Linked DNA regions of Pan troglodytes: region 1 is linked to region 2. Evidence: chromatin contacts called from public Hi-C data. All regions are on one chromosome and are shown on one strand. Each heading gives the region's core, a stretch centred on a gene start, on an enhancer-like site or on the middle of the called end of the contact. The rest is flanking DNA. Distances are from core to core; before and after follow the strand shown. Region 1 overlaps IFI16 (interferon gamma inducible protein 16). Region 2 overlaps AIM2 (absent in melanoma 2).

Region 1 (3,910 bases), core at 128-2,627, 49 kb before region 2:
ATTTCTTAGACATTCCTAACCCAGCAGTTCTTCACTCAATTTCTACAGTAACACATTTGGTCGTTGAGTCCTTCTTTATCACACATATTCATGAACAACTCTTTCATATGGGCCACTCACTCACATAGGCATACATCTTTTAAATTGTCTGTATACATGTGTAACACTGTATATACCATTTTCTCTTGTAGGCTCACTTATGTCTGTAAAGATGGAAAAAAAATACAAGAACATTGTTCTACTGAAAGGATTAGAGGTCATCAATGATTATCATTTTAGAATGGTTAAGTCCTTACTGAGCAACGATTTAAAACTTAATTTAAAAATGAGAGAAGAGTATGACAAAATTCAGATTGCTGACTTGATGGAAGAAAAGTTCCGAGGTGATGCTGGTTTGGGCAAACTAATACAAATTTTCAAAGATATACCAACGCTTGAAGACCTGGCTGAAACTCTTAAAAAAGAAAAGTTAAAAGGTAATTGGGAAGAGGGAACACCCACTCCCTGCAACCATCCCCAAACCCTCCCCAACATTGATTAGAGCCCCACCTCAGACATACTTGAGATGTGTTTTCCCCAGTTTGTGACTCAACAGCTGAGACAATGTTGGTACTTCAGAGGCCAACAAGTTGACAACTTAGTGCATTCCATTACTGGTGTAGATTGAAGTATTTCAGAATGTATATTTGGGATCAGTGAAAGAACAAAAGTGAGAGGGAGTTGAAGGGGGACTGAGACTTCCAGTACATTAGAAAGATTATATAATAATAAAATCATAAAAACTGTTTAAATTCAAGATATGTACATTTAGCCAATGAATGTATCTGTTCTATTGAGACCATTTAACCCATCACTACCCTTTATAATTTAAAAAAATGCAATACTTACATGTGAGCCTGCCTCTCAGAAGTGTGATCTCCCCTCTTGTTATATCAAGTTAAAAAAAAGGATTTGAAAAAGTCTAAGTCCAAAATCAGTATATCCTTCCTCATGGAAACCTTTGGCTGGTTTCTATAATTTGAATATCTTTACCTGGGGAATGTGACCTAGCAGTCTGCATCATGAAAACATTAGTTTTTAAAACAAAATGATCGGAGAACCGCATTGGGAAAGGGTTAACTGAAGCACATGGAGTTCAGAGAACAGGAAGCATGTGCTCAGTGCACAGGGGAGGAGTGGGGAAAGGGTTAACTGAAGCACATGGAGTTCAGAGAACAGGAAGCATGTGCTCAGTGCACAGGGGAGGAGTGGGGAAAGGGTTAACTGAAGCACATGGAGTTCAGAGAACAGGAAGCATGTGCTCAGTGCACAGGGGAGGAGTGAGGAAAGTGCTGAGGAGCATGAGTCAGTGCTTGTTCCTGTCTTGTGACTGCTGGTCTCCTTAAGGCCAGGCTGGGCTAATGCAGTAGAGCTAGACTAAAGCACAGCTGAACCCTCAAGCAGGAACTGAGAGCAAATTGTATTGAAACTGCTTCAGCTGTCGGAGATCGTTTATATGTCTTCCTTTTTTCTGCATTGGTTGGGAATAAAATTGAATCTATTCCAGTAAAAGGACCAGCCCTATCAAGAAAGAGGAAGAAGGAAGTGGATGCTACTTCACCTGCACCCTCCACAAGCAGCACTGTCAAAACTGAAGGAGCAGAGGCAACTCCTGGAGCTCAGGTAAGCTTCAGGAAGAGGAGCAGGCTTCAAGTCCCACAGAGGAAGCTCTGCTACGGCTCTTCCACTCAATCTCTCCAGCAGGCAGTTATTTCTTCATGTTTCCCATCAAGTTTCAGATTTACCAAATTGTATGATAATTGATCATCTTATTGATGCTCAAAGCAATGCACCAAACACATGAGTAAACATAATGTAAATATATATAACATAAATGTGATACCTTCATTCTAGTAGAGTGGAGTGTCAACGTGAGAATCAGGTAAGTACTTTGTCCATGTGTATAAAAACCTAGTTTCTCTAATCCCAAGTCAGCACATCCCATAACAGAAATAATTAGAGAAATAATGTGTATAACATTCTCCTCTTTCTTCGTTTAATGAAACCATCTATGCCCATCTCTTAAACTGGCGAGAGATGGGCAGCAACCTCTCAAGTTTCCAAGAAACATCTTAGGAATAATAAAACTGCTATCCAATAATGAAAATGTGCTCTACTTCATTTGGCACTGAAAACGAATAACAGGAAAATCAAACCACTTTCAGAAAAGAAAAAAATCAACCAAAGAAAAGGCTGGACCCAAAGGGAGTAAGGTGTCCGAGAAACAGACTCAGCCTCCCTCTCCTGCAGGAGCCGGCATGTCCACAGCCATGGGCCGTTCCCCATCTCCCAAGACCTCATTATCAGCTCCACCCAACACTTCTTCAACTGAGGTACACTCTTCCTGGTCCCATTTTGCTTTGTTTTTTTCAACCCAAAGTAAAGGACTGATTTCACCGGTTACTTAAAAATTGCATCGATAATTTGCTAGTTAATCCAATGTACATATTGAGAAACCACTACATTTTGATCTTTTGCTTTCACAGGGATACTTGATGAACTTGACATTATCTCTGACTGCAGGAAGTTTTCTGTTCTGTGTTGTTTGGGGAAGGGAGAGAGAGCTATGCAGTACAGAACTGTCAGCTGTGGGCTCACTGTCTACTGCTCCCATGTCCTTCATACCTCTTCCCTTGGTTCACTATAGTATTCCATGTCAGACCTCTCCAGCACCTGCTAGTTTGTGAATGAGGTTATCCACACCCTCAGCTCTTTTTCTTATAGATTAAACAACCTCCCCTGCATTAAAACTGTTCTATTGCAGTTCAAGGAGACTGGGATGTTAAAGAGTAAAGATGTTAAAGAAAACCCACTCTGAGCCCCAGGTTTCTGTTAGCATGCTACCTGCTAGAGCCCTGACACTGAGAAAGGCTATGGTGGTGGGAATGACACTCTGTAGAGTTTCTCCAGCCTGAACCTACTGAGATGATGGCATTCTGAGGGGTTTATCCTACTTGTGTTCTCACCTGCTGTAAGCAAACTGAATCTTGGGTAGGAACACTATGAAATGTGCTCTTTAAATTGCCCTGTCTACACTGGTGATAACTGAACACTCTTTGTGTCTATAGTTTGTGGTGGGCACCATTTTTCATTTTTTATTTTATTTTTATTTTTTTTTAGTATTGATCATTTTAAATGTCATTTAACTTTGTCTATTTTTAGGCTCTGGCACTTTAAGCTGGTAAGAGAAATAGTATAAGAAATTATTTCATTCTAAAATTTATTTATTTATTTATTGTTGTTGTTGTTGTTGAGACAGAGTCTCGCTGTGTCACCCAGGCTGAAGTGCCGTGGCATAATCTCGGCTCACTGCAGCCTCCACCTCCCAGGTTCAAGTGATTCTCCTGCCTCAGCCTCCCAGGTAGCTGGGATTACAAGCGCCTGCCACTACACTCAGCTAATTTTTGTACTTTTAGTAGTGCCAGGGTTTCACCATGTTGGCCAGGCTGGTCTCAAACTCCTGATCTCAGGTGATCCACCCGCCTCAGCGTTTCAAAGTGCTGAGATTACAGGTGTGAGCCACCGCGCCTGGCCCTAAAATTTATTAAGTTACTTCATGACACTGGCTTTCAGTATCCACTGGTCTTATGTTGCTCTTATGCTTTATTTCTTAAGGATGATTCTGTTTACAGAAAGGTCATCTTTTCACTATATGGTCTCCTCTGTTACTTCATCTTGCTATCGTACCAGTTTAAGATATCTTCTGCCCTGGCTCGCAATCCCTCTCTAACCTGACTCCAGCTCTAAACATCTGTGCAAGTTTTGGGGCCCTGTGTTATACTGAGGTCACTGAATAGCAGTTCTGTATTTCTCAATTAGACATTTTTCTTTGTTCTCCTGTGCTATCATACACAGAACCCGAAAACAGTGG
Region 2 (3,607 bases), core at 749-3,248:
GCAGAAGATAGGTGGAATCAAGGGAAGAGATACAGAGGGGATACGAAGAGAGTTGAGGCCTAGAATGATCCAGATAGAACAGAGAGTGCAGAAGGAAGATTTCAACTCCTGTATTCAGGTAAGACGGTGTAACACGTTTTGGAGGTAGGATCCCTGAAACCAAATCCTTGCTTTGCCATGTGCTATATATAAAGACTTCATCAGATTTCTGAAATACTGCTAAGCCTTGGGGTAAATCTGATAAATCTGATTCCATCTTCTATCGATTCCATTTGGGCATGTGTCCTTGTTTCTCTATCCAATACTGTCCTAAACGTTCATTTTACTCTGGTATAAAAGTGAGGGAGCTCAGTGACCAGCACAGGGCTCCCCAAATTCCTAGGGAGCATTGTACATAACAAAATGCAGATTACATTTAATGTGAGTTAAGAGGGAGACCTAGTTCAGAGATCTTATGAGTGAGTTAAAGGAGAAATTTAAAAGGAGAATTAATACTACATTTATGGATTTACCCTTAAATAATGAATTATGCACTAAGGTTTATATTTAAAAAGTACATCTTATTATTTGAAATTATAAAAAAAGAAATAATTTAAATATCTAAAAAATAGATTTGGTTAAATAAAATATGGTATAGTCACAAAAAGATTACTATGCAAATATTAAAAATGCTTTAGAGAAATATGGTAAACTGTTATAACTGATTCAATAAAGGGAAAGGTCCTAAACAGATAAACAATCTGTTTCTTATTGGATAAATAAGCAGTTAAAGCACACACACAAACACACTAGAGAGATTTTTACCAAAATCAATATATTTTTTTCCTAGAAGATACAATTATAGATAATTTTATTCTCTTCTCTGTGCTTTTTATTTTTCTGAATTAACAGAGATAAGATACCTCTTTTTGGTTTGTTTTGGGAGAAAATACTACTTTTTAAAAGCCACTTGCCATTTAGAACCAAAGGGAAATACAGGGCAAAACAAACAGAGGCATAAAAAGCCAAGTGTAGGAGTCTCCGAAGGGTGTCTCTGATGTGACCTGGAGCTTGGGCCAGTGGAGCTTGGGCCAGTAAGGGGCCCTGATGGGCAGCATAACTGACTGCATTTGGATCAATGCAGGGAAAGGTCAGCTCCACTGAGGTCCACTACAAAAGTCCTTCTCTTTGGTTCATGTATCTTTATTTGGGTCTTCCAGACTGAATAATGCATATTTTCATTACTGATGAGGGAATCACACCATTTATACTTGAACCTTGTTTTCCTGAAAAATCCAGAAGTTTCTGGGCCAAACCCAGAGGAAATGGTTCCTCTAGACAAAGAGAATGAAGTATATATCATCAGTTTCTAGAGCTCACACAGGTATAAAATAATGTAATACCTGCTTCATAGGAAATGAAACTGCATGTGTGGTAGATTCTGTGCTGGGCCTTTCTAACATTGTCTGCCGCTCCCTCAGGACTAAACTAATCATTCTCACCAATGACACTCTCCAGCCACTACTCTCTCAGCTAAATGGGGCCACCTCACCTTGCCCATGCAGGTGTATAAAGGGCTTTTTTACATTACTTTTAAAAAAGCAATTTGCTGTCAAGAACCAAGCAGAAAACAAACAGAGGCATGCCAGGCCGAGTGTCAGAGTCTGTGAATTGGATCTCTGATGTGACCCAGAGCCTGGGCCTGTACAAACCACAGACTCCCTCACAAATCTTGGGAGCCCTGAAAGACATTCTCAGCTCCCGAGCTCCCTGTAGGGTAGGCCAAGGCCTCTATTGCAACTACATTGGACTTGACATTCTTCCTCTTCTTCTCCTTTCACTTCCTCACAGATATTAATTCTGAAAGTGCTCTAAAATAGACTTCCTGTAAACAACGGTCTATCTCAGAGTTTTCTTCTTATAGAATCCAAAACATAACGAAGTGTTAATGTGTCCAGAACCTGGCAGAGATTAGAAACTCAACAGGTGTTTAATCTGATGAATCAAAGGTAGTTCCTGTTTTTGTGACTCAGAATGCTTTTCATGCTGTGGCCTTGCTTCCCTTATTTGCATGCTATGAGATAAAGAACAGAGAACAATATGGGAAATGACAGTGGCAGTGATGCTCTTACAAGGACAAAGACCACTCCACTCTCCTCATCCTACCTTAGCATGAGGAGAGACTTTTGGTGCAGCACGTTGCTTTGCGACATCATTTCTGATGGCTGCAGATGCAGCAGGACTCATTTCAGCTTGACTTAGTGGCTTTGGTTTTGTTACCGATTTGTATTGCTTATCAACTGATTAAAAAATGAAAGACATGGCCAATAAGCATATAAACATATGAGCAGTGCACATTTTCAAATGTCACCAGGAATAAATACTAAAACCATATTAAGATATCTTCAAGAACAGCTAATTTTTCTTAAAAAAAAAAAAAAATCTTATTTTAAAATGAAAGAAACCGGACCTGGCACAGACACCAGTAATCCCAGCACTTTGGGAGGCCAAGGCTGGAGGATCGCTTGAGGCCAGGGGTTTGAGACCAGCTTAGTCAACATAGGGAGATCCTATCTTTACAAAAAATATTTTCAAAATTAGCCAGGTGTAATGGCACATGTTTTTAGTCCCAGCCTTGGGAGGCTGAGGCAGGAGGATAACTTAAGCCCAGGAGTTCAAAGCTGCAGAGAGTCATGATTGCACCACTGCACTCCAGCTTGGATGACACAGTGAGACCCTGTCTGTCTCAAAAAAAAAGACAAGAAACAATAACTATGAAGTAGTAGTCGTCTTAAATTGGTATAACACTTTGGAAAATGGTTTGGGACGCTATTTATTAAAATTCAATATCTACTTATCTTAACATCCAGTAATACCATTCACAGGTGTACAGTCAAGAGAAACACACATACAAATACAAACATACAAAGATAAGTATATAAGGCTTATAATGTACATAAATATTCATAGCAGCATTATTCCTAATGGCCTCCAATGACTAAAATAACAATAAAAAATATACCAATTCTCTCTCTCTATATATATATGTATATCAGTTTATGTGTACATGTAATTATCAATTAAATGGAATCTTATGTAGTAGTGAAAATGAATAAACTGCTGCTATGAAACAAGGGCTGATTTCTTTTTTTTTTTTGAGACGGAGTCTCACTCCGTCACCCAAACTGGAGTGCAGTGGCACAATCTTGGCTCACTGCAACCTCCGCCTCCTGGGTTCAAGTGATTCTCCTGCCTCAGCCTCTTGAGTAGCTGGGATTACAGGCTCATGCCACCACGCCTGACTAATTTTTGTATTTTTTTAGTAAAGACGGGGTTTCACCATGTTGGTAAGGCTGGTCTTGAACTCCTCACCTCGTGATGCGCCCACCTCAGCCTCCCAAAGTGTTGGGATTACAGGCGTGAGCCATCGCGCCTGGCCACAGATTTCTAATTATGTTCTACAAGGCCTTGCATTTTCCTTCTATCGAGGGGACCCCATCCTGCCCTCTGAAGATTCTCTGTACTCCAGCCATACTGGCCTTCTTTCAGTCCTCAAGCAAGTCAACACCTGCTGTCATAGGGATTTTCACACAGTGTTCCCTCTGACTGAAGGTACCTTTAACTCCTA

Evidence for each region. A called contact is a pair of places that touch in the nucleus more often than the background predicts.
Region 1: a Hi-C map of a lymphoblastoid cell line shows a contact between it and region 2, with 4 times the contacts expected there. The contact joins two enhancer-like sites. A contact is called at or near these places in 2 of 7 Hi-C or Micro-C datasets (induced pluripotent stem cells and a lymphoblastoid cell line).

What each region holds. Positions count from the first base shown.
Region 1 is chr1:90,181,983-90,185,892 of NHGRI_mPanTro3-v2.0_pri, reverse strand. IFI16 (interferon gamma inducible protein 16) reads left to right here. Exons shown (of 11, transcript XM_054687371.1): 3 at 192-476; 4 at 1,547-1,662; 5 at 2,205-2,372; 6 at 3,895-3,910. The coding sequence starts at 200. Among named protein-coding and RNA genes, the nearest start is that of PYDC5, 16 kb to the left of the region's middle. Within about 2 kb of position 1,377, at least 5 of the 24 cell types and tissues checked have an H3K27ac peak or open chromatin away from gene starts, as enhancers often do. A contact at or near this core is called in a lymphoblastoid cell line, where this site is marked.
Region 2 is chr1:90,134,347-90,137,953 of NHGRI_mPanTro3-v2.0_pri, reverse strand. AIM2 (absent in melanoma 2) reads right to left here. Exons shown (of 8, transcript XM_063796329.1): 5 at 2,146-2,279. Among named protein-coding and RNA genes, the nearest start is that of PYDC5, 64 kb to the left of the region's middle. Within about 2 kb of position 1,998, at least 1 of the 24 cell types and tissues checked has an H3K27ac peak or open chromatin away from gene starts, as enhancers often do. A contact at or near this core is called in a lymphoblastoid cell line, where this site is marked.